Regions from separate parts of the Mus musculus genome. Here regions 2, 3, 4, 5, 6 and 7 are each linked to region 1. The links are chromatin contacts, called in public HiChIP or PLAC-seq and promoter capture Hi-C maps. All regions are on one chromosome and are shown on one strand. Each heading gives the region's core, a stretch centred on a gene start, on an enhancer-like site or on the middle of the called end of the contact. The rest is flanking DNA. Distances are from core to core; before and after follow the strand shown. Region 1 holds the start of Rpl37 (ribosomal protein L37). Region 2 overlaps Oxct1 (3-oxoacid CoA transferase 1). Region 3 has its middle 21 kb from the start of Gm41259. Region 4 overlaps Gm41259 (predicted gene, 41259). Region 5 has its middle 94 kb from the start of Gm41259. Region 6 has its middle 150 kb from the start of Gm41259. Region 7 has its middle 26 kb from the start of Plcxd3.

Region 1 (3,281 bases), core at 256-2,755:
GCTCAAAACATGCCACTAGCCTATCAAACACTAGCAAGCCACTACACATCAAGTTCACAAAACTGGACTGAGTTTAAAACAGAGACAAACACAAAAGCACCTGTCAAAGCACAGACCCCACAGGAAAGTCTAAGAGGGGGGCTGGGGATTCTGTACTTTTAAGGAACATCAAGGCCTAGCCTCCAGTAAAAAGATACCCATCTATGTTATGACTGGCACCCAGAACAGCTTAGCAGACTTGAGCAAAGTCTGGAGGCAGATCCAAGTAAGCTGCCCCCCAGATCCCACTCATAGTCTTGACAAATGTGGGCGTCTCAGGCCCACACCAAACCCCAGTATCATTCCTACCCTTCAGTAAGAGTGCAAAGTTTCATCCTACCCTGGAGGACCAATGACATTTAGCCAAAACTGTACCTGAATCTGCGGTAGACAATCTTTAGGTGCCTCATCCGACCAGTCCCGGTAGTGTTTCGTCTCTTAGCCTTGGCACTCCAGTTATCTAATAAAAAAAATAGGATTCCAAATGGTTTTCCCAAGCACCCAGTGTCAGCCCATTTTCTCAGTAGTGTCATTACTATGTTTTAACCACTCAGCCAACAAACCAACCTCCAAAGTTGTTGCGTGCCAAATGTGTTTTCTATTACATCGCTACCTCAGGTCAAGGTAAAAGCCCGCCTGCGGATTACAGTACTTACACTTCCTCTTGCGCTTGGCAGGGTAGCCACACTTGCCACAAGTCGACTTCTGAAGGTGGTAGGCCTTGGAGCCACAGCGGCGGCACAGCGTGTGCGTCTTGTTGCGACGCTTACCAAAGGATGACGTTCCCTTCGTCTGCACATTAAAAGAAAAAGCAGGAAAAAAAACCCCACATATAAGCAACTCTGAAATCTGACTTCTCAATGTACTCTGGCATTTTCTTAGCAATGAGTATGGATGAGACGTAAACAAGATCCACACGGGACAAAACGGTGTAAAGATTTAAATCTTAGCACACAGGTAGGGTAGGTAGGAAGCACTACCGGCTATCCACACGACCATTATAATGCCTTACTCTGCGCGGACCTAAGCCTCCTTGGCTTTAGGCGTTAAGGACAACATTCTGCCCGTCTCTCAGTCGCGGTACTGCCCACCAAGCAGCCGGTTTCTCGGCGGCTGGGGACAGATGTCCCCAAGCCTGTCCTGATCACCCACCCGGGGCTGCAGTGCGTACGTCTCCTCCAAAGCCCAGAGAGACCCACAGCGGCGCTAGGACCGTGGGCCGGGCTCTGCACACAGCAGCCATCCTTCCAGTTCCTGCGGACCACAGCACGCCGTCTCCTCGCCCATCAGCTCCCCTCACTCGCAACCTTGTCACCGACGCGCCGGGCAACAGGCAGGACAGCCCGAGGAAGAAGGATGGAGAGAGATTTACAGAGCCCAGAAACCACACTCACCATCTTGCTTCTACCGGCGAGGCCAAAGAGACCGGAAGAGAAAGCACCCCCGCCACTTCCTGTGGATAAGCTTCCGCCCAGGAAACTACTTCCGGCGGGTCTTGGTGCAGCCCTATCAGGCCTCGGGTGCGGAGGTGTAGTCTCCCGGGCGAGAGAGCCAGGGAGCCGATTGGGCTGCAACACCGGTAGGGGGCGTGCCTGGCGCTGTGGCTCCGCCCTCCCCAGCGGCCCGCCTCCTGGTTGGAGAGGGTTTCTGGCGGTGTCGGGGCTGCTGCGGTGTTGGCAGTCCGTCTGGTTTCCGGTCCCGGGGCTCGAGGGGAGTCAGACACCCAGTGCGTGGCGGCGCCCCTGGCGGTTGTGCAGTGCTGGGACTGGGATCCCGATCCGGGAAAGCCAGCCTTCCCAGGTTCGTTTTGATGTGGCCGCTCGCTTGCCTGTATGGAGAGTTGGTGAGAGGATGGAGTCACGAAGTGTCTCGGCGAGGGTAGGAGCTTAGTTAGCTTCTGACTCGGGCCGACTCGATTTCACGCGGTGGTCATTCAGAGGCCAGTTGTTTGATCGCACTCAAGGAATCACACGCGGAACTTGTTAAATAACAGCTTCCAGCCAGCGCGCCGCCACCAGGAAATCTGACCCTTTTAGACTTGAGTACAGTTTGCAAGTCTGTACTGTATAAAACACTTTCCTAGATCATTTTGAAATAAGTAACCCTAGACATCCTTGATTAGCGCTAATGCAACTGTCTGTCCGCAATCCCAGTAGGAAACATGGAGAATATAGTACGAACATTGATGAATTGGGGAAAAGTCTCAGTCATACCATCTACATACTTTCTAAAACAAATGTGAGAATCGCTAGTCTATCACATTCAAAAATCTTAAGATAGTGGACAGCAGAACAAAGCAAACACCAAGGAAGCTTTTTGTTTTGTTTTGTTTTTTGTTAGCAAATCGTACCAATTTCTTCTAGGGGAGGGGAGTAGAAAGAAAAATGTATAATCCTTTCCACTCAGAAGTAGTAAACTGAAATCAGAGGAGGGAGGAGATAGGGCACACGGGAGAGAAAGCAAACAAGCATTCAAATGGTTGAACTGGACTATAAATAAGTCTTAGGAGACTGGGTGGCAAATTGCTATAAATTTAGTAGCATGAAGCAACACAGATTTAGTCAACGGGTGTAAACTTTCAGTTATGGGAAATAAATTCTAGGGTCCTCTTGCATTACTGTACCTACAGATAACAAAATTGTATCGCACACTTAAAATTGTATGGCCTCTGCCTCCCAAGTGCTGGGATTAAAGGCGAGCGCCACCACTGCCGGCCTCATTCACAGTTCTGCTGGGAAGCACAAGTGAGGCTTGGTTTGACTAAAATTGAAATGTAGTGCTGAGGTGTAGCTCTGCTCAGTCGCTGTTTAATTGCTGTCTTTCACCTTGCAGGCCAGTAATAACCTACCTTACGTTGTAGTACAGTTTTCTGTGTTCTTCTACTTTTAAGACCGCTTGTTACTACATTCACCCCACCTAGATAATTTCTCCATCTCAAGGTTAACTAACCTGAAACCTTAGTGCTCTCTGCCACCTCAGGATTTATCACGTCACTGGATGCTCTCGCTTGGAGTACTAAACAGCTCTTTTGGGATGGGGTCATGGAGTTGTGTCTACAGCATTGACTATGAAAAATGACATTAGTGAAGAAAGGGTAGGCTGGGCGTTAAACCACCAAGGAGCCCACCCTCAGAGGCAGGATGTCACTGACCTTATCCAAAGACGTGCCTACAGCTGAAGTTATCAGACAGTGAAATCATTTTTTCTCTCTAAAGTGAGTTTGTTCTTTGTGGTGTGCAGGA
Region 2 (3,281 bases), core at 312-2,811, 980 kb after region 1:
AATGAATGGGAATAGAAATAAAATGGAAGACTATTATAAGTCTTGGATGGGCTGTTTTTTAAAAGACAAACTATTACCTTAACTTACCCAAACTAGTGTTGACTACATGTCAAGTGGCTAGATATTACACCTGCAAAAACAAGTTGTTTCTAGATCTATAAGGAAATCTCCTCTCCTCTTTTCGTCTACTGTCACCCACCTTGTGAGATTTCAAATTCTGTATGTCACAGAAGCTTTATTTAACAGCAGAAATTAATGATGAACATTGAGTTTCTATAGCTGTCAGGTTCTCTTATATTTAATATACCTCAAATAAGACATGCCACAGTGCATTCCAAGTCCGACTTCTAAGGGAGTGAACAGTCTGCAGGCCTTCAAGAAACACTTCCCACAGGAAGCTCTTGCTTTGCTCTCATTACTTGAAGAAGAGGTGCATTGGGTGTGAAGGCAGCCACTTGGATTTTAATGAACAAGCAATCCCGTTTTAGGAGGAATGATGACTGTCACTAGGACAACAGTAATGGGGTCCTACCAACACAGACCTTTTATAAACCACTTTCTGCATAAATAATATAGCATAGTTAGGAATGGTGTAGATGTCTCACCAAGGAACTTTTATACAAAACCTGGTCCTGCTCATACTTACTATCTATGCAAGACCAGTGTGTTCATACTTTTCTTGCCTGTCTTACTTTACAGTATGATTAGATTTAAATTAAATGCAGCATCCACCCCTTTTATGAACTGTTAGCTGCTGTTGTTTATACAACCTATAATTAAAATTCATGTAACCTACTGTCTTAGTCAGGGTTTGTATTCCTACACAAAACATCATGACCAAGAAGCAAGTTGGGGAGGAAAGGGTTTATTCAGCTTACACTTCCATACTGCTGTTCATCACCAAGGAAGTCAGGACAGGAACTCACACAGGGCAGGAACCTGGAGGCAGGAGCTGATGCAGAGGCCATGGAGGGGGCGCTGCTTACTGAAGTGTTTCCCCTGGCTTGCTCAGCTTGCTTTCTTATAGAACCCAGGACTACCAGCCCATGGATGGCACCACCCACAATGAGTCCTCCCACCCTTGGTTACTAGTTGAGAAAATGCCTTACAGCTGGATCTCATGGAAATATTTCCTCAAGGGAGGCTCATTTCTTTGTGATAACTCCAGCTTGTGTCAAGATGACACACAAAACCAGCTCGTATACCTACCAATAAATTCTTTATGAGTTTCTAAGTCCCTACATGAAGTCTGACATAGAAATAAGCAAAGAATGGGCTAAATTAAGGTCCTCAGAACCACAGAACATGGTACATATTTGGAGACACACCATAAGGTTCAGCACACCTAGAAACCAGCGCTTGCTTGGTATATTTGTACAGTTAGAGCAATACACTAGATGATTCCATTCATATTTAGCTCCAAGACAGAGCAGAGATCAAGGAGAGATGGAAAATAACATGCACACAGATAATAAACGTCACAATTGCAGTGCAACCACAGGTTGGCTCTCAAGACAAACTGTGACTGACTCACTCCCACGTTAGCGCTTCCCCAAGCACGCCTCGCCTCGCCTCGCCTCGCCTCACTGTATAGTGTGACAGCTGCATACATCAGTGATTCACAGAGCAGGAGCAATCGCTGATTTTGAACGTTTAAAAATAAATTCTAATAAAGACTGTCGGTACAGTGTGGTGGCATCAAACACACTGCAGGAGTCCACAGACTAGTACTCTCATTTAGTGGAGACCTGGAGGCATTTATCTGGACTTCTAAATTCTCTGGGTTGTAATCCCCTGTTGCCTTGATCTGCTTTCCTGAGACACTGAAGGTGTACCGAAGGAGGAGGGGTTGAACTGATGTTTAAAAAACAAAAGCAGGACGAACAGGATCAGATATGGGGTGAGGGTGGGGCAGGAGAAAGTACAGAAAGCCAAAAAAAAAAAAAAAAAAGAATGGAAATAAGCAGCCTCAGGGGAGGAGGGACCCTCTAGAAATTACCAGAGACCTGGGAAGTCAGAGCCTCTCAAAACGCATAGGGAGTGACCTTAGCCAAAATGTCCAACATTAGGGAGAGTCCACCTCCAGTAGATAGACAAGGCCTCAATTGGAGGGACTAGGTTACTAACCCACAGTTAAAATTTCTGATTCAGAATGTTCATGTCTATAATAAGAACTGCAGGGACAAAAATGGAGAAGAGACTAAAGGAAAGGTGGTCCAATGAGTCTCATGGGGGTGGGGTTGTACCAAGGCTTGACACTATTACTGATGCTATGATGTGCTTACAAACAAGAGCCTAGCATGGCTGTTCTCTGAGAGGCACTACCAGCAGCTGACTCAGACAGAAGCAGATAAGTATAAGCTACCCAAACATTGGACTGAAGTCAGGGACCCCCTATGGTTGAATCAGGAGAAGGATTAAAGAAGCTGAGGGGAGAGTGAACCCATAGGCAGAGTAGCAGTCTCAACTAACCCAGACCCCAGGGAGCTCCCAGAGACTGAGCCACCAGGAGCATGCACCAACTGTCTAAGTCCCCTGGCACATAAATAGCAGAGGTCTGCCAGATCTGGCCTCAGATGCGTTTAATCCTCCCAGGATTAAGGCCACAGGGAAGGGGGGGGGGGTCTGGTGGCAGGGGGCACTCTTTCAAAGGCAAGGAGGAAGAAGAATGGGATGAGAATTGTGGGAGGAGGGGCTGAGTGGAATGACATCTTAATACCATCATAAACTTGACTGATTCCTAAACTCCATTGCTTCTGTTTCCCTGACATCTTTCTCTCCTTCAAGACCTTAGGTACTTCACAATTTTGTTTTTCAATGACTTGTGCCTCAGAACTTTCTAGAATTTGCTTCCTTGGTAGTTCTTTAATTCTTTAGATCGCTACATGTAATCCTAGAACTATGTTTTTCAGTGATGAACAACTCTGGTTAAATGATAAAATTTCTTGCTACCATAGCAGTACATTTCAGGGCATCAAAATGAATTTAATCTCATATAACCAGCTCTTTGTTTGTTTGTTTGTTTTTGTTTTGTTTTGTTTTTTTGAGACAGGGTTTCTCTGTGTAGCCCTGGCTGTCCTGGAACTCACTCTGTAGACCAGGCTGCCCTCGAACTCAGAAATCCGCCTGCCTCTGCCTCCCGAGTGCTGGGATCAAAGGCGTGCGCCACCACGCCCGGCTACCAGCTCATTTTTTACACAACAGAATGTTCTAGGAATTGGTCATTCCCATGTCACCAGGTACTGGGAAAATGCACCAAATCACAACTCATCACGTCAAAG
Region 3 (3,281 bases), core at 394-2,893, 950 kb before region 1:
GCTAAAGGGTAAATGGGTAACGGTACATTTAATTAGCTGCTACTTCCGGCTCATAGCGAAGAAAGCTAAAAGGTAAACAGGAATCGACACTAAATGAACGATGTTATTCCTTCCTATCTAGGCATCTTGAGTTCTAGGCTGACTACAAGGAAAACTAAATTATACAAAGGTTACCATGTTCTTTAGATCAAAAGGATGTAGTGTTGGCATTGAGCCTCAGGTCCAGGTCACTCTGGGAGGGGGTCAGTGTGCAGCCCTTAAGTAATAACTGCAAGGAAGAAAGCCATTGCACACCCAGTTCCTCCTCTTTTCCAAAGGGGAGTGTTTTGTCCTCCAAAGCATATCATTTGATTTGGACTCTGTTAAAAGTGCAACTCTCTATGTCCCACAAAACATTTAGTAGGAGAGGCAGGGCACTTCCCCTCCCTCTCACAATGATAAATTATAAACCGAGTATCTTTCTGTGTCCATGTTTCAATTCCTTGTCAGTGAGACTGAGCACCCACACAGTGATTGCGTCCCAGGTACACAGGCATTTCTTCCCTTCCTCCCTGTCTCTCTGGTCTCCCTTATACCTGACCTTTGGATAACTGCTCCTTTAAAAGCATTTGGGGGTAAAATAATTACATTTTGTTCCTCAAAACTAAGAAACTTGTTTCTTACTTTAAGTATTTTTTCAGTATTTAAAAATTATTCTCCAGATTGTTTGGCATACTGGGATTTGAAAAATTGATATAACTGATCAATAAAGACGCAAGACCAATGAAGTGTTGCCAACCTAGCTATGTAAGCACCCTGTCACTATCCATTGAGTCCTATTTATACTCTACAAACATCGTGTGTCCTCCCATGGGTCTTGCCTCCGGAAAATACCATGTGAGTCTGCCTTAGCGAAGCATCAGGTGAGCCTGCGTCACATGACATAACCAGGATCTTCCACTTAAATATATACATATGCTCTAACTACAGCCTGCTCAGTCTCTACGATACCTAATGAGTGCTTTCCCTCCCGCTGACCATTTGGTGTTGGATAACGAATTGTTGTGTCCTTCTTCTCTTTCAGAAGTCTTAATGTGAGATTAGAACTAAGTTTTTCTTTGTATATGTAAAAACTGTATTTTTCAATTTACTCTCAGATTTCTAGGGTAAATACAATTCTTTACTATTTGCCTTATCAAGTCAAATTAAAAATTGTTAGATTTTACTAGCTCTATTCAATTGTAGATATTATTAGCTCTATTCAAAGTATTGATTTAAGGAATCAACTATGGACTGAAATGTTACTTTTGTTTGTTGGTATTTTCAAATTGATAGTATTACAAGTTTTAAAACTTAAACGAAATGTCTATTTAAAATGTACTGATTTAAAGTTGATTTTTCTATAATTATTAATAGATAATTTTAGTAAAAACCTTTATTATCTTTAAGCAATGTGTAATTACTAATTCATTTATTGACTATCACAGAATGTCCATTCTTTATGATTCTTGTAACAAAAAGCAAAATTTTTAATAGATAAAACTACATAGTTGGAAACTGCATAACTACAAAATCAGTTTTCTGTTCAGTGGGTAAGTTCAAGGATCATACTCAGAACTCTAACACGTGCCGTGTTAAGGACTATGCTATTAAGTGACTTTACCACTGAGCCTTCTGGTGGAAGCACACTTCTGATTATGCAATGTTTTAAAAACGGTACTGCAGAGACTAGGAACATCTTAATGAAAGTAAAAGTATACTAGATAAAATATTCAAATTAGTAATATTTTGAGTATATTTGCCTGATATTTTTCAAACTGTTAGATTGTTGCTGTTATTAGAATGGAAACATATTTAAACATTATGGAAAACATATTTATCAAAATGGGCTACTGAGCAAAAAATAAGGAAATGAAAGCAAGTTTTAATATATAAATATACATTGTGTTATGCATGTTTTATAACTCAAAGTCACTGACTAATAAACATGACGGATGTATTATTACAAAGTAAGAACCTGTCTTTGATACTTATACTAATTTTTAGCTATATAAAATCCATAACTTCATGAATGTTTCTAAATTATAGTTTTGTTGGTACAGTTAGCTAGAGAGGAGGGTAGAGCATCTTAAAGCGAGATTGTTTGATTCATATCTTCTTAGTAGACACACATATGGCATGTAGACCTCAGTTTGTTCTCTTGCTTAAAGCCCTGTAGAAGGTGGGGATAGCTACATTTTGACAGCCCAGATGGAGTAGTTTGAATTCTACCCTTGGAAAGGGTTGTCTGATATGAATACTTGACATAAGAGCCTGGAGGAAGCCACGCTCACTCTACTCAGATTAGAATAACATATCGGAGCTACACGCTCCCTCTACTCAGATTAGAATAACATATTGGAGCCACACTCCCTCTACTCAGATTAGAATAATTAGATTGAGATAATTGTGTTGCTTTATTTTTTGAATAAGGGTTTTCTGCATAACCCTGGCTAGCCTTGAACTCACTGTGTAGACCAGGCTAAACCTGCCTCTGTCTCCCTAGTGTTGTGATTAAAGGTATGCACCAGCAACAGCCTGCAAGATAAATTACTTTCAAGTACTTTTTTCTTCTATGTAAAGTGATCACTTTAGCAATGATCCTAGTTAGTGACTTTGGAACTATGTCTTAATATGCCTCAATAAAACAGACCTCATGAAAATCACTGTTTAATTGATTATTCATGAATTTCCAGCTATATATTTTCATTTCCCTCTCTTGGAGAATTCAACATGATGTATTCTTTCTACCTAGAGAACAGAAGTTGAATCACTCCACAGAGGACGACTGTGTTAATTCCTTCTCACTATTCATCATTCCTCCCTCTGGCCTGCTGTGCTTTTCTACTCATCTTCATGACTCAAGATAGGAGCCGATGCCGTTGCATTCTCTCATAGCTGGAGGCCTTAGGTAGCTGGGATGTGATTTAATGGACGCTTTGGTACATGACTCAATGGAAAAATCACTCTCTTTCTCTAAATGTCTCTCCTGTCTGTATTAATTGGTACCAGTGTATGATTTACTTTGCGGCTCCCTATAGGTCTTCTTTTCTATTTCTTATATACCTCAGGCCTCTCCAGATTTTAATCCTTTCAAATAAATCATGTTTTAAGAACTGTTACTTGCCTTCCTATCTTCCAAGTTCAGGACATTTTCTGGGAAATGATGACACAGTATCAGAGTAAACCAGTCTACATTTACATAGAGGTATTGGCAGTTGAGACATTCTACCGCTAACAAGTTTTCTGAATGCTATGTCTCT
Region 4 (3,281 bases), core at 560-3,059, 910 kb before region 1:
TACCACAACAAAATACCACAGACACAGTAGTTTAGGTGACTAACATTTACAACCGTTTGGGGGACTAGGAATCTAAGACGGAGGTTCTGGAATGTAGAAATTTCCTGAGACTCATCCCATTAGCTTGCAGAGGAGCCATCTCATTGTATGTGATTCTGGCTTTTCTCTGTGCTGGCTCTTTCCTGATAGCTTTCTCTTTTTAGAAGAAGAGCAAGTGCCCTTTGAAATATGGAATGCATGGATAGCAAGGAAAACTCACACTGTGACAATGATAAATATCACCTGTTTATCTTCTGGTGTGGAGAAACGACAGTGTTGTCCTTTGGGAATGTGTTATTTCTTGGCAGTGTCCTGATTATCACTTCATGTAACAAAAGTAGATTTCCTATTCAAACAGATCTGGACTATCTCTCGAGCTTTATTTTTATAGTAGCAATATAGAGAAGCCTTAAAATATGCCTCTTAGATCTACAACTGTGCAGCTTATAACTGATCAAGGTTCTGGTTGCTATATTTCAAATGTATTAGCATATTTGTGTAGAAGATACACCTCTCACGAGCTTCTCTCAATTAATGGACTAGGCAGGCTTAAATACTAGAGTCTCTCCCTGGGAGATATATGAGTGTCAAAGTTTACCTAAAAGCATCCATAGGCTTTATTGCCTGTCTGTACATAGAGAGAGCTATACTACATAACCTAAAATCTCTCTACCTAACTCATATTTATCCTTCCTCTCTCAAATGGATTGTGATATTACAGGCTTTCCATCCTAGCATTATTCTTTATTTTCCCATCATTGTCATATCCCCTAATCACTCTCTTACATGCCTAACAACATAAAAGCCATACAAGAAAACAGCTAATGAAATAGATTTGCAACTAGCTCATCTTCACCATAGGGGGTAGGAAACACACCCTCTTGTCACTGCTTTTATCCACAGATCATCTTAGGGAGTCTTAGTGGAGAAAATGAAGTGGCAGGTATGATAAGTAAATTGATTTAAAACACTGAGAGATGAATGGTGTGCTGATCAATTTTTGCCTACCTGAGACAAACCTAGTTATACTGAAAGACCCACAACGTGAGGACTCCCCCACGTTCTGACTCGGGAGAGGCGACACCCCAAAATCACCAACGAGAAATGTTCTTGCTGCAAATTGCAAGAGGATTTTTATTCGAGAGTGCTCTCGGGCCCACGGTCATACACCACGCAGGGGTAGAGGACCGTGGCGCCCCGAGTAGCTGAGTAAGGGGGTATTTAAAGGAAAAAAACCACAACTCAAGGAGGTGGGAAGGGCGTTGTTGGAAAATACCAAAAATACCAGTTAAGAGTCACAAGGAAGTGTAAAGTTACAAGAGTCACAAGGAATACCTGGTAATTGTTAACTCTCAAGACAGTTTCTAAGAGCCCCTAACAATAGCACATTTGCATTGCAGGTTCCAGTAATGGTCAGGGTGACTTTCTTTGAATTAACACTCTTTGAACCCAGGAAGCGGGTGGGTGGAGGAAGGAATGTCTCGCTATCTGCTTTATGATTAGCATACCTTGGAGCACTGAGTTTACTACTCTTTCAATACCAAGGAAGAGGAAAGTGCAATTGAAGAATTGCCTGGCTCACCACCCCCCAGAAACAACAACTCAGTGAAACTGACTTCCTCTTTTCAGCATTTATTCATTACAAACAGCTTCTTACCTTGGGGTGAGCTTTTGCATTGGCTTCCCATTCTCTGTGCTACGTGCCTGACTAAAGCTTAGCCCTGACTGGCAGTCACGGCTGGAGAAGGTAGTCTGAATGTTAAGGGAAGAGAAGTGTGATCATCACCGTCTCTCAGCTACAAACCCTTCCATCTACAACAGCAACCCTCCTGCAAGATAGAGTAGTGCAGTAGAGTCACAAATATTCTTGGAAGTAAACAACGACTACTTTGATCAGATTTAAGGTCACTCTATGAGATGAAGACCATACATGACACTGTTAAAGTAACCAAAAACCTGAAACTAGATAGGTAACAGGCCTAGGGAAAAGCCTACTCTATTACTCTACTAAAATCTGTGAGCATTCTTGCAGGGGGTCGGGGGACATGCTGCTTGGCAAATGATGTAAGATAACTGTACACATTTCCCTCTTTGGATAGGTGAGTATGGACTGTGTAAGAAAGATAGTTGCTCCAGGCAGTGGTGGTGCATGTCTTTAATCCCAGCACTCAGGGGGCAGAGGCAGGTGGATCTCTGAATTCAAGGCCAGAATAGTCTTTAGAACAAGTTCCAGGACAACCAGAGCTATACAGAAAAATCCCGTTTTGAAAAACAAAACATAACAACATGATATAACAAACTAGAAGGAAGAAAAGAAGGGGGAGAGAGAGAGACAAAGAGAGAGAGAGAAAATAGAGACATGGAGACACAAAGAATGAGTAAGCCAGAAAGAAACAAGAAAACAATGAAAGAAAGGGGGGGGGGGAGGAGGGGGGAGGGGGAGAGCTGAGTCTGAGAGAAAGTCACTGGTCTTTTTTTTTTTTTTTTTAATCAATTCTTGCCTAAAGGTTCCCACACTATTTTCTTCCTTGTTTTTCTTTGATGGTAGACTGAAACCTGTCAGTGAAATAAATCTTTTCGGCCAAACGTTGTTCTTGGTCAGAGTTTTGTCACAGTCATAGAGAGCAAAGGGAACAGGTAGCTACGATCAGAGGAGAATTGGCAGGTTCCTGAAAAGATCTACAGATCATATTAAAAGGAACTGAAAAGTGTCTGCCTTGGAAAAGCAGTTGTTGTGTATCCAAAGGGCCACATGAAGACACTCTTCTCCTTTGTAGCATGAGGACAAGCATAGCTGGATGTCAGGCTGAGCATAACATTGTTGAGTAACAGTGTTCCAAGAATAAAGGAAGTGCACAGCAGAAACTATTCTTGTCTGTGAACACAATGGTCCTGGTGGGATATACTTGAGCCCTAAAATACACACTGGTGACATCTGCCTGGACTCCCAGTGTGGAAAGGTTCTGGAACTTGGCAACTGTTCTAGAGCCCCTAGCTTTATGAAGAGGTTGCCTATTCCTCTCTAGTAGAAACTAACAATCATCACAGAAACAGAATATACTAATGCCTTTCTCTGCTGTGAAGCAACAGATATCTGTTTTAAGTATTGTCACCCTTGTTATCCCTACAGTATTAAGTTCCAGCATTACGTGGAGAGAGGACACACATGCCTGTTAAAGATATCTCACATCAAACGATTGGCAAGAATGCATCTCATATTTACCAACAGGAGGCAGAATAAT
Region 5 (3,281 bases), core at 487-2,986, 830 kb before region 1:
AGAACATGACTAGGTCCAGGGAGCCGGGTCAGAGTTACTGAAACATGGTCCGTTCACCAATGCAGTGTCACTAGACAACAAGCGAGCCAATTCTCCAGCGGTGAGTGGGGAATTAGAACCTGCAGGCCAACGTATCCCGGAGGAAAACGTCCATGAGAACAGTTCAAGGAACTAGTAAGAAACAAGGGGCAGAAAGCTGTGGGACAAAAGCACAGAGGCTTCCGGAAGGCCAGAGAGCCTTTTCCTTGAGGCCAGGATCACCCCTATCTGCCATAGTCCATGGCTCACAAATAACATTTTGCCTTCAGTCAAGAAAAAAAGCAGAGGAAAAAGAAGGCTCATTTGAACTCGAGCCCCAGCTATGTTCTTCAGACTGTAGTTCCATATCTACTCTTTTATCTAAGAGACAGCCCCATCTCAGAACCACAGTGCTTAAATAACAAAGTGGCCCTGGAAGAAAAATGGTATTTAAGGGGATAACATTGCATTTGGGTACATTGCAGCCATTGGACCCCTTGGTCTGGGGAAAGCAGCTGGATTTGAGCCAGGGAGGCTGCCCACCCTAGGAAATGGGAAATAGGAAATGCCTACAGGGCCATTCATCCTTGGAAAGGAAGCTGGGTTAAGGCCCAGGGTCCCCGTTGGTCTTGCAAAAGGAGCTGGGTTGATACCCACAGGGCCTGCTGGAGAAGAGCCCAGGGGCCCCGCAGCTGACCTGGGGAAAGCAACTTGACCTAGGCCTAATAGACCAGCAGACCTTGGGAAGGCAGCTGGACTAGGAGCCTGCAGGCCAGAGGCCCTTGGAAAGTTAGCTGGGTTGGAGCCTAGTAGCCCAGAGGCTCTTGGGAAAACTGCTTGATTTGAGCCCTGGAGGCCAGCAGACCTCTGAAAGGTACCTGGATTTGAGGCCAATGTGCCAGAAGACTGAGAGAAGGCATTTGGGTTCAGTCCTCCTGATCCTGTCCCCCTTGGAAAGACTCCAGCATTTACCCCCACGGGGCCACCTGGTCTTGAGAAATGAGCTGAATTAGGACCCATAGGGCCAGGAGCCCTTGACATGGGAGAGGGATTTGGCCCTGGAAGGCCAAGTTCTTGAGAGCTAGGACCTTTGTTTGGACCTATGGGACCAGGTACTCTTGTCATGGTGGGCGGGTTTGTGCCCATGTTTCCAGAAGCTTGGAAAAAAGAAACGGAATTTGTCCCTAAAAGACCTGCTGCCCTCAGGATGGGGGCAAGATCTAAGCCTTGAGGTCCAGCCATTCTTAAGTTAAGACCAGATCCTGTACCCAAGAGGTCACCTGCTCTGTTGTCCAGATTTGGGCCTGGGCCTACGCCACCAGCTCTTGGGTTGGGCCCAAGACCTGGTTCTAAGCCACATGCTCGTGGGTTCAGCCAATGATTTATATTCACCCTAAAAACTCCTTTCTACTTTCCAAGGTTCATCAACCCCCAAAAAGTGTACACACACAAGCTGTTTCACTGAGTATCAGTAGAGAAGGCTTTCATGTAATAAAGGCTGTAACACTGGACTCCTCACCCCACCCTGTTCTAGCCTCTGCTTCATCCTTCCAGCCCAGTATGCAGCTGCACCTTGACACCCCGAGGGAGAAAGTAGAACATGGAGCCACATCTTATTGATGGTCAATTTCTTCAGTGAAACCCTGATCCAGGCTGTGTCAGATGTCAGAAAAGGGAACTATTTCAAGCCTGCAGACTTATGCAGCGTATTATGCAATAACTGAAAGTGATAAATAAGGATTTCATGGGATTTTAGCAGATGCTGCAACATACTTCAAAGAAGCAGTTTATATTCTCAGCAGCAGGAAATCAATCAGCATTTTGTGTGCCTCACATCTTGGTCATCTCTTGTTTTGTCAGTTTCGATTTTGATATCTAGTGGGTTTGCATGATATTTTATTACAGGTCTTGGCTCAATTTCTTACTTTCTGTGGGTTTTCAGGAGTCATCTTATCTGTCCTATCAGTAAGGAAAATCCATTAGCTATGAAAGCAGTGGCGCTTTCTAGAAGATTAGATTTCATTTTAAACTGAGGATATCCGATCTGCAACCTTATGCTTGTCTTCAATATTCTTTATGCATGTAGACAAAGAGAATCAAGATAAACTTGAGGTTCAAAGTAGCATTACAGGACACCACTATTAAATTAATTAATATGCTAATGTCACACTGGTCATCTTTAGAGAAATAGAAGTTTGAATTTATTCAATATCCCTTTTTAAAATTGGAAGCTATTTTTTGCTATTATTCTCTAAAATCAATTTATGGTGGTAATAGTATTGTCATAGTACATAATGGTAAATATTTGATTAAGTATACACCTATTAATCATTAATGGATAAAACTAAAGTGAAATGTTATACTCAGGCTTTTAGACAGAATGAAGATCTTCCTTTCTTAGATTTAACCAGCTTTCTCTTTCCTTCTCTCCTTCTTCTACCTCTCTTCTCCAGAACTAAAATTAAAGCAAAAGCAATTCCATGACCAAACGCCAACAGTCTTATGGGTATAATTTTTATTTTATCATAAGGAAATACTATAATGGTATTTTTTGCAAACATCCTAAATTAAGTGTTAGTAATTAGTCATTCAAATAGGGTAATAATAACTATTTGTAATTTAATTGCGATTAGTTTATGGTGAAATGCCTTTGTCTTTTTATAACTCAAATAAATAAGTTTAAAAGATCCTCTTAGCATTTCATTCAATTTATTTTGTGTGTTTGTTTTATTTTTCCAAGAGAAAAGGTTCCGAAAGAGTTGCTAGAGCATAGCAATGAGCGTGTTAGATCAGCATCTACAGGTGCCCTGAAGAATGAGAACGTATTGATTACAAATCGAGTTTCCTTTGGCTACTTTTTCTCTTTTATAAACAGTTCTTCTTTACTGGTACTGTTATCATGCTTATTCCCCTGCATCCTTTTGTATCAGGTATTAGACTTATTGTAAGAATAATGAAATCTATGTTTTAATACTCAAGTATTTCCTTCCTAGTGGATTATATAGATCCCCTCCTACTACAAAATCACATTAATGTCTATTTTTATCACAATAATTTTAAACATTACATCTACCCACATCAAAACTTCTATCTGAAGGTGTTACAATTTGAGGATCAGGTATTTAAGAGAAGAATGGTGTTACAGAGTGATTGGCTACTTGCCCTTTCTATTAAATGTGCCTAGGTGTGGCTCTGTGCATGGGAAAGCCTGTAAAAGACAGAAAGAAGCATTGGATTTTCATGGAGCTGGAATTACAGGTGGT
Region 6 (3,281 bases), core at 295-2,794, 780 kb before region 1:
GGGCCATCCAGAGACTGCCCCACCCGGGAGTCCATCCCATAATCAGCCACCAAACACAGACACTATTGCATACGCCAGCAAGATTTTGCTGAAAGGACCCTGATATAGCTGTCTCCTGTGAGGCTCTGCCAGTGCCTGGCAAATACAGAAGTGGATGCTCACAGTCATCTATTGGATGAACCACAGGGCCCCCAATGGAGGAGCTAGAGAAATTACCCAAGAGCTGAAGGGGTCTGCAACCCTATAGGTGGAGCAACAATATGAACTAACCAGTACCCCCAGAGCTCGTGTCTCTAGCTGCATATGTAGCAGAAGATGGCCTAGTCGGCCATCATTGGAAAGAGAGACCCCTGGGTCTAGCAAACTTTATATGCCCCAGTACAGGGGAAAGCCAGGGCCAAGAAGTGGGAGTGGGTGGGTAGGGGAGCAGGGTGGGGGAAGGATATAGGGGACTTTTGGGATAACATTTGAAATGTAAATGAAGAAAATATCTAATAACCCCCCCAAAGAAAATGTTAATTTAGGTGCAGCTGTAAACTGTGAATTACAGATCAATGTTTTCTCCTGCTTTGAGAAAACTGACTTATCAGTCTTAAGAAAGCTGTTGATTTTCTTTTAACTTTAGATCTTATTTTTCTTCCTCTTTAAAATAAAAGGAGAAATGAACAGCACTTGAGATAAATCCCTTAATTAGAGCAATACAGTTATGCTTTGATTTTAAGATTGATTTTTGATGCTAAGATTTAAGATTTAGGAGACTATCATTTCAATTTTATCATGTATGTTTTACAATTGTTTATTATTGCTCTCATTATATAAATAAGCCTTTTAATTGAGTTATTCCTCAGTTTTTCTTCAGTCAACTGTGAATAAATACTTCACTCAGCAAGAATGAGACACATTTCAGTGTTAATTCCATTAATGTCCAGGGTTTTGTCTCATTTTCTGCTCAAACATGTACCTGGCTTGAACAAATGATTCCAGTTAAGTGTCTATTGGATTATTGTTTCATCTTAATTACTCTTTTACTTTTACTTAAAACATTTTAACCTTACAAGTTCAAACCAGGTCTTTGAAATGAAGCGGTGACAAGTTAAGTGGTGCTATGCACACTCCAGTGAAGTCTGCTTGGCAGGCCGAGAGGCCTGAAAGCACTCACAAGGCAGGGAGTTTCAAAGAAACTCAACCTCCTGGAGCCAGGCATTCTCATAACCATATACTCATACCCTATCCTCAAGTTAGTCTGCTGTATGGATCCATGTGCTCTCTTTTAGTATTATTTTATTATAAGTGCCTTTAAAGATTGAATTCTGACATAGCTAAGCCTTCGTCAGTGTTCCAACATCCTAGAAAATCCTTGAAGCCAACAAACTTGGAATTCAGTAAGAAGGTTATCTGTTCATTAACATTCAAATTTACTTCTAGAAGAGACAGTGAAACTAATTACGCATTACAAAGAACGGAGCTAGAATAGCTCAGGGCTGGTCTGCAGAGTGATTACTTAGGACAGTAGCCATTTATTCCCAAATAAGGGAATATACAATGGCCTAGCTAATAGGTGGGTTTACCATGAAAGAGGGAATCCCATTGAGACAGGGATCTTCTCTACAGCCAGGTATAGCAGGCTAGATTGCATGTTAGAAGCAAGTTGGTGAATTCTTCTGACAAATGGAGATTTGTCACAGATACTTAAAAGAACAGCCAAGTTACCTTCATATGCAAGAATTTACCAGGGCCTAGGAAATAGGGGGGTTGTGATATTGCATTATTCATGAGAAGGTCTGCTAGAACAGAACCCCCTGGTACTAGCTTTCACAAGGCTCAAAGGAGTAGCACAAATTGTGACTAGGGTGAGAAATCCTTACCTGTCATTAGCTGACCCTAGGCAGGGCTGTTTTATCTTTACTGTAAATATTACCTGGTTCCTGTAAGTCCTTTTGAAGTCATTCCTTTGTTTTGTGTCAGGTAACTTCAATGTACTTTGCCTGCTGTGACTTCCTACCCCTTTGTTTTCTGTATTATATAAGACTGGTGTTCACTTTGTGACAATACACTCAGATTCTACACAATCTCTCATGTTGATTCTGTCTGTCATTCACTGTCTCCTTGTCCACCTGCAACCAGAGACCCGTTCTACGCAGACAGGGACGAAAAAGGGTCTGTGGCAAAGTGGAAGAACACTTATCAGTCTTGGCAGTGAATAGCTCAGATAGTGTTACTTTAGAACTTAGTACAGGGCGCCAATACGAGCCAATAGTGTAATCACTGTGATGTAAGTGAAACTTGAACTGAATGGATGCACCTGTCGCAGCTCCCAGCAATTATCACATTTTAACAGACGAAGTTAAGTGTGTTTTCTTGAAAATTAGTTTTGCCAACTAAAGTATCCAATACACACAGATATGTATAAAATTAGACACTGTATTTTTATGTATTATAACACATATTAAAAAACAGGCAATTGCTTTGTTCCGAGAAATAGTATCAAAAGATACAGTAAGTAGAAGATTGTATCTTCTGCTGTGTTGGATGTTTCAATATACCACACCATTGTAAGAACATGGATATATTCCTATGGCTATGCTCTCTATGCTGGGTATATATGTCAGAGTTCTACAGTAAGCAGGATAATAGAATCATCAAATCTAATATAAAGAAAAGATGTAGAATTAATTATAAAGTTACAGACTTTATCATCTTTATCAGTCCTAAATACATGTTAAAGAAAACAAGGACATAAATAATTATATCAACTTCTGCTTCCATGATCATCCCTCATCAGTAAAATAATTTAGAAAAAATATAATTGACACTCTTCTGGTTTTTGATTGCCAAGTTTTCAATTATCTATGTCATTTGTGTAAGCTATTAGACAACTAATCTCAGTAATAATAGATTGTGGGCTCCATTCAAAAGAGATTTATATTTAATATAATGATTAGCAGGTACATAGTTCTCAGGTGTTTATGTGTTTCAAAATAACCCTCTCTTAAGATCAGGAAGTTTGCACAGCAAGCTCTAGATCATGTTTCCCGGATATGGCATGGGTTGTACATAGAAATATGCAAAGGAACTGTGATAAGCAATTCTCTGCTTTCTGTTGAGATCTCAAGTTGTCTGTGCTCCAGAGTTTTAAGGATCTCCATGGTTTATAAAGAAAAAGCACATTTTTCATTATGACATATGTACTGGCTAGTTTTATATCAACTGATACAAACTATATTCATCTGACAAGAGGAATCCTGGACTGAGAAAATGCCCTCGTCAGATTGGCTTGTGGA
Region 7 (3,281 bases), core at 501-3,000, 770 kb after region 1:
GGTTTGTGGCACAGGCCATTCAGCCTGTGAGACAGCAATGGCCAATGATTTACATCATTCATTTCACAGATGATGTTTTGATGGCGAGAAAAGACCCCTAGGATTTGCTTTTGTGTTATAGAGATTTACAAAAAGCTTTAGCTGAAAAACGATTACAAATAGCTTCTGAAAAGATACAAACTCAGGATCCTTATAATTATTTGGGCTTTAGACTTACTGATCAAGGTGTTTTTTCCCAAAAGATAATTATTCACAGAGACAACTTAAAGACTTTGAATGATTTTCAAAAATTGTTAGGTGATATTAATTGGCTTCGCCCCTATTTAAAGCTTACTACAGGGGAGTTGAAACCTTTATTTGATATTCTTAAAGGGAGTTCTGATCCTACCTCCCCTAGATCCCTAACCTCAGAAAGATTGCTGGCTTTACAACTAGTGGAAAAAGCTATTGAAGAACAATTTGTCACTTATATAGATTACTCCTTGCCGTTGTATCTGTTAATTTTTAATATGACTCATGTGCCTACAAGATCGCTATGGCAAAAGTTCCCTCTAATGTGGATTAATTGGAGGATTTCTCCTAAACGTAATATCTTGCCATATCATGAAGCAGTAGCCCAGATGATTATCACTGGAAAGAAGCAGGCACTAACTTATTTTGGCAAAGAGCCAGATATTATTGTTCAGCCTTACAGCATAAGTCAAGACACTTGCCTGGAACAACATAGTACAGATTGGTTGCTTGCACAAATAGGGTTTAACAGAACTATAGACAACCATTACCCTCAAGATAGGTTGATAAAATTTTTAAATGTACATGAGGTGATATTTCCTAAAATGACTTCCTTACAGCCTTTATATAATGCTCTATTGATTTTTACTGATGGCTCCTCTAAAGGGTGAGCTGGATATCTTTTTAATAATCAACAAGTAATCATAGAGACTCCTGGCCTCTCGGCTCAGTTAGCTTAATTAACAGCAGTACTGATGGTCTTTCAGTCTGTACATGAGGCTTTTAATATCTTTACTGGTAGTTTATATGTTGCACAACCATTACCCTTATTGGATACCTGTGGTATGTTTAACTTTAATATGCCCTCAAGATCCTTGTTTTAAAAATTGCAAAACATCATTCTTGCCCAGAAAAATCCGTTTTATATTGGCCACATACGATCTCACTCTGGTCTTCCTGGACCTTTAGCTGAAGGCAATGATTATGTTGACAGAGCTCTAATAAGCACCCGCTCCTCTCTGTTCCCTGCCTGTCACCCAAGGCTCTTAAGGAGATTCCACATACTCTCCTTTAGTGTTATCTTACTACAGTGCCTTTTAAAATTGTATCCTGATACAGTTAAGTCTTTGCCAGTGTTCCAACGTCCTAGAAAGACCTTGAAGCTGACAACTTGGAATTCAGCAAGGAAGTTATCTATTTAGTAACTAATTAAGCATTACAAAAGACTGAGCCAACAGCTCAGGGCTAGTCTGCAAAATGTTTACTAGAACAGAAAGGATAGTCTTTACCAAATAAGGGTTTACCATGAGAAAAGTTAGAGAATCCCACTGAGACAGATTTCTTCATTAGGCCCTAAGAATTCAGGCAGAACTATAGAGCATAAATAAATTTTATGCCTCAGCCCAGCCTTTCTTTTTTATATTAACAACAGAGAGGAGATGTAACCTCCCTGCCCCCTCCCCCAGCATGAAATCTGGCTGAACAGGCTTGACTGTTATCACTAGGAGATCAGCAGGGGTAGAGTCGGCCACCCTATCATTCTGCCACTCCCACTGCTACTACCTGCTGCCTAGCTGTTCTAGAGTATTCACGTGGTCACCTGCAGCTGAACTCCGAAGATAATTTGGTGGGAATGGGCCCCTCCCCCTTCTTCATAAGCCCGTGTTCCCGAATATTAAAATTGAGCTTTGATTAGGATCTTGTCTTAGCTCCATTGTTTCTCTTGTCCCTCGAGTTCCCTCTCTTTCAGCCTGAGTCTGCTGCTTCAGCCATACCCTGTTCCTCACGAGCCGCTGGATGGCCCACAACACACACACACACACACACACACACACACATATATATATATGTATATATATATATGTTTTTAAGATATATGTATATATATATATATATATATATATATATATATATATATATCTTAAGAAGTTGGACTCAAGAAAACCAAATAACCCTATTAACAAAAAGGGGTACAGAGCTAAATAAAGAAGTCTCAACTGAGAAATACTGAATGGCTGAGATGTACCTAAAAAAATTTTCAACAACCTTAATCATCAAGGAAATGTAAATCAAAACAACTCTGAGATTCTACCTCACACCAGTCAGAATGGCTAAGATGAAAAACTCAGGTGACAGAAGATGCTGGTGAGGATGTGGAGAAAAAGGAACACTCCTCCATTGTTCGTGGGATTGCAAGCTGGTACAACCACTCTGGAAATCAGTCTGGGAGTTCCTCAGAAAATTGGACATAGAACTACCGGAGGATCCTGCAATTCCTCTCGTGGGCATATACCCAGAAGATGTTCCAACTGGTAATAAGAACACATGCTCCACTATGTTCCTAGCAGCCTTATTTATAATAACCAGAAACTGAAAAGAACCCAGATGTTCCTCAACAGAGGAATGAATACAGAAAATGTGGTACATTACACAATGGAGTACTACTCAGCTATTAAAAGCAATGAATTTATGAAATTCTTAGGTAAATGGGTGGATCTGGAGGGTATCATCCTGAGTGAGGTAATGCAATCACAAAAGAACTCACATGATATGCACTCACTGATAAGTGGATATTAGCCCTGAATCTCAGAATCCTTCTTAGAAGGGGGAACAAAACACCCATGAAAGGAGTTACAGAGACAAATTTCAGAGCAGAGACTGAAGGAACGACCATCCAGAGAGTACCCAACTTGGGGATCCATCCCATTAACAATTACCAAACCCAGACAGTATGGCAGATGCCAACAAGAACTTGCTGACAGGAGCCTGATATAGCTGTCTCCTGAGAGGCTCTGCCAGTGCCTGGCAAATACAGAAGTGGATGCTCACAGTCATCCATTGGATGAAGCACAGGTCCCCAATGAAGGAGCTAGAGAAATTGCTCAAGGAGCTGAAGGGGTTTGCAGCCCCATAGGAGGAACATCAATATGAACTAACCCGTACCCCCAGAGCTCCATGGGTCTAAACCACCAATCAAAGAAAACACATGGTGGGACTCATGGCTCTTGCTATATATGTCTCTGAGGATGGCCCAGTTGGTCATCAGTGGG

What was found. Promoter capture Hi-C pulls out the DNA fragments that hold promoters and counts their contacts. HiChIP or PLAC-seq counts read pairs in DNA pulled down with a chosen protein or histone mark.
Region 2: a contact with region 1 is called in a promoter capture Hi-C map of hippocampal neurons, with 5 times the contacts expected there. The contact joins the enhancer-like site here to the promoter of Rpl37 in region 1. A contact is called at or near these places in 10 of 39 promoter capture datasets (the 3T3-L1 cell line, 3T3-L1-derived adipocytes, the C10 cell line and 6 more), 1 of 484 Hi-C or Micro-C datasets (cortical neurons) and 5 of 115 datasets of contacts at active chromatin or transcription factors (astrocytes, bone marrow-derived macrophages, forebrain and 2 more).
Region 3: an H3K4me3 HiChIP or PLAC-seq map of bone marrow-derived macrophages shows a contact between it and region 1, with 6 times the contacts expected there. The contact joins the enhancer-like site here to the promoter of Rpl37 in region 1. A contact is called at or near these places in 16 of 39 promoter capture datasets (the 3T3-L1 cell line, the HPC-7 cell line, HPC-7-derived erythroid cells and 12 more), 7 of 484 Hi-C or Micro-C datasets (ECoMG-derived neutrophils, the G1E-ER4 cell line, bone marrow-derived macrophages and 3 more), 16 of 115 datasets of contacts at active chromatin or transcription factors (the 230-238 cell line, T-cell acute lymphoblastic leukemia, bone marrow-derived macrophages and 8 more) and 3 of 9 other capture datasets (adipose tissue, liver and macrophages).
Region 4: a promoter capture Hi-C map of trophoblast stem cells shows a contact between it and region 1, with 7 times the contacts expected there. The contact joins the enhancer-like site here to the promoter of Rpl37 in region 1. A contact is called at or near these places in 8 of 39 promoter capture datasets (the SN4741 cell line, embryonic stem cells, fetal liver and 2 more), 1 of 484 Hi-C or Micro-C datasets (embryonic stem cells), 8 of 115 datasets of contacts at active chromatin or transcription factors (bone marrow-derived macrophages, cardiomyocytes, embryonic stem cells and 3 more) and 1 of 9 other capture datasets (adipose tissue).
Region 5: an H3K4me3 HiChIP or PLAC-seq map of bone marrow-derived macrophages shows a contact between it and region 1, with 5 times the contacts expected there. The contact joins the enhancer-like site here to the promoter of Rpl37 in region 1. A contact is called at or near these places in 7 of 39 promoter capture datasets (3T3-L1-derived adipocytes, the HPC-7 cell line, HPC-7-derived erythroid cells and 5 more), 2 of 115 datasets of contacts at active chromatin or transcription factors (both in bone marrow-derived macrophages) and 2 of 9 other capture datasets (adipose tissue and liver).
Region 6: a contact with region 1 is called in an H3K27ac HiChIP or PLAC-seq map of embryonic stem cells, with 4 times the contacts expected there. The contact joins the enhancer-like site here to the promoter of Rpl37 in region 1. A contact is called at or near these places in 1 of 39 promoter capture datasets (trophoblast stem cells), 6 of 115 datasets of contacts at active chromatin or transcription factors (the SCID.adh cell line, bone marrow-derived macrophages, embryonic stem cells and 2 more) and 1 of 9 other capture datasets (adipose tissue).
Region 7: an H3K4me3 HiChIP or PLAC-seq map of embryonic stem cells shows a contact between it and region 1, with 12 times the contacts expected there. The contact joins the enhancer-like site here to the promoter of Rpl37 in region 1. A contact is called at or near these places in 3 of 39 promoter capture datasets (embryonic stem cells, hippocampal neurons and second pharyngeal arch cranial neural crest), 1 of 484 Hi-C or Micro-C datasets (cerebellar granule neurons) and 7 of 115 datasets of contacts at active chromatin or transcription factors (embryonic stem cells and stem cell-derived neural progenitor cells).

What each region holds. Positions count from the first base shown.
Region 1 is chr15:5,114,837-5,118,117 of GRCm38.p6, reverse strand. Rpl37 (ribosomal protein L37) reads right to left here and starts at 1,505. Exons shown (of 4, transcript NM_026069.3): 1 at 1,434-1,505; 2 at 696-831; 3 at 415-499. The coding sequence starts at 1,436. It also overlaps a transcript of Card6 not described here.
Region 2 is chr15:4,137,986-4,141,266 of GRCm38.p6, reverse strand. All of the region lies in intron 14 of Oxct1 (3-oxoacid CoA transferase 1), which reads right to left. Among named protein-coding and RNA genes, the nearest start is that of BC037032, 110 kb to the right of the region's middle. Within about 2 kb of position 1,561, at least 20 of the 459 cell types and tissues checked have an H3K27ac peak or open chromatin away from gene starts, as enhancers often do. A contact at or near this core is called in hippocampal neurons, where this site is marked.
Region 3 is chr15:6,063,668-6,066,948 of GRCm38.p6, reverse strand. No RefSeq gene overlaps it. Among named protein-coding and RNA genes, the nearest start is that of Gm41259, 21 kb to the right of the region's middle. Within about 2 kb of position 1,643, at least 1 of the 459 cell types and tissues checked has an H3K27ac peak or open chromatin away from gene starts, as enhancers often do. A contact at or near this core is called in bone marrow-derived macrophages, where this site is marked.
Region 4 is chr15:6,028,974-6,032,254 of GRCm38.p6, reverse strand. All of the region lies in intron 2 of Gm41259 (predicted gene, 41259), which reads left to right. Among named protein-coding and RNA genes, the nearest start is that of Gm41259, 14 kb to the left of the region's middle. Within about 2 kb of position 1,809, at least 17 of the 459 cell types and tissues checked have an H3K27ac peak or open chromatin away from gene starts, as enhancers often do. A contact at or near this core is called in embryonic stem cells, regulatory T cells and trophoblast stem cells, where this site is marked.
Region 5 is chr15:5,949,551-5,952,831 of GRCm38.p6, reverse strand. It overlaps the pseudogene Gm49095. Among named protein-coding and RNA genes, the nearest start is that of Gm41259, 94 kb to the left of the region's middle. Within about 2 kb of position 1,736, at least 8 of the 459 cell types and tissues checked have an H3K27ac peak or open chromatin away from gene starts, as enhancers often do. A contact at or near this core is called in bone marrow-derived macrophages, where this site is marked.
Region 6 is chr15:5,894,159-5,897,439 of GRCm38.p6, reverse strand. No RefSeq gene overlaps it. Among named protein-coding and RNA genes, the nearest start is that of Gm41259, 150 kb to the left of the region's middle. Within about 2 kb of position 1,544, at least 8 of the 459 cell types and tissues checked have an H3K27ac peak or open chromatin away from gene starts, as enhancers often do. A contact at or near this core is called in embryonic stem cells, where this site is marked.
Region 7 is chr15:4,347,515-4,350,795 of GRCm38.p6, reverse strand. No RefSeq gene overlaps it. Among named protein-coding and RNA genes, the nearest start is that of Plcxd3, 26 kb to the left of the region's middle. Within about 2 kb of position 1,750, at least 12 of the 459 cell types and tissues checked have an H3K27ac peak or open chromatin away from gene starts, as enhancers often do. A contact at or near this core is called in embryonic stem cells, where this site is marked.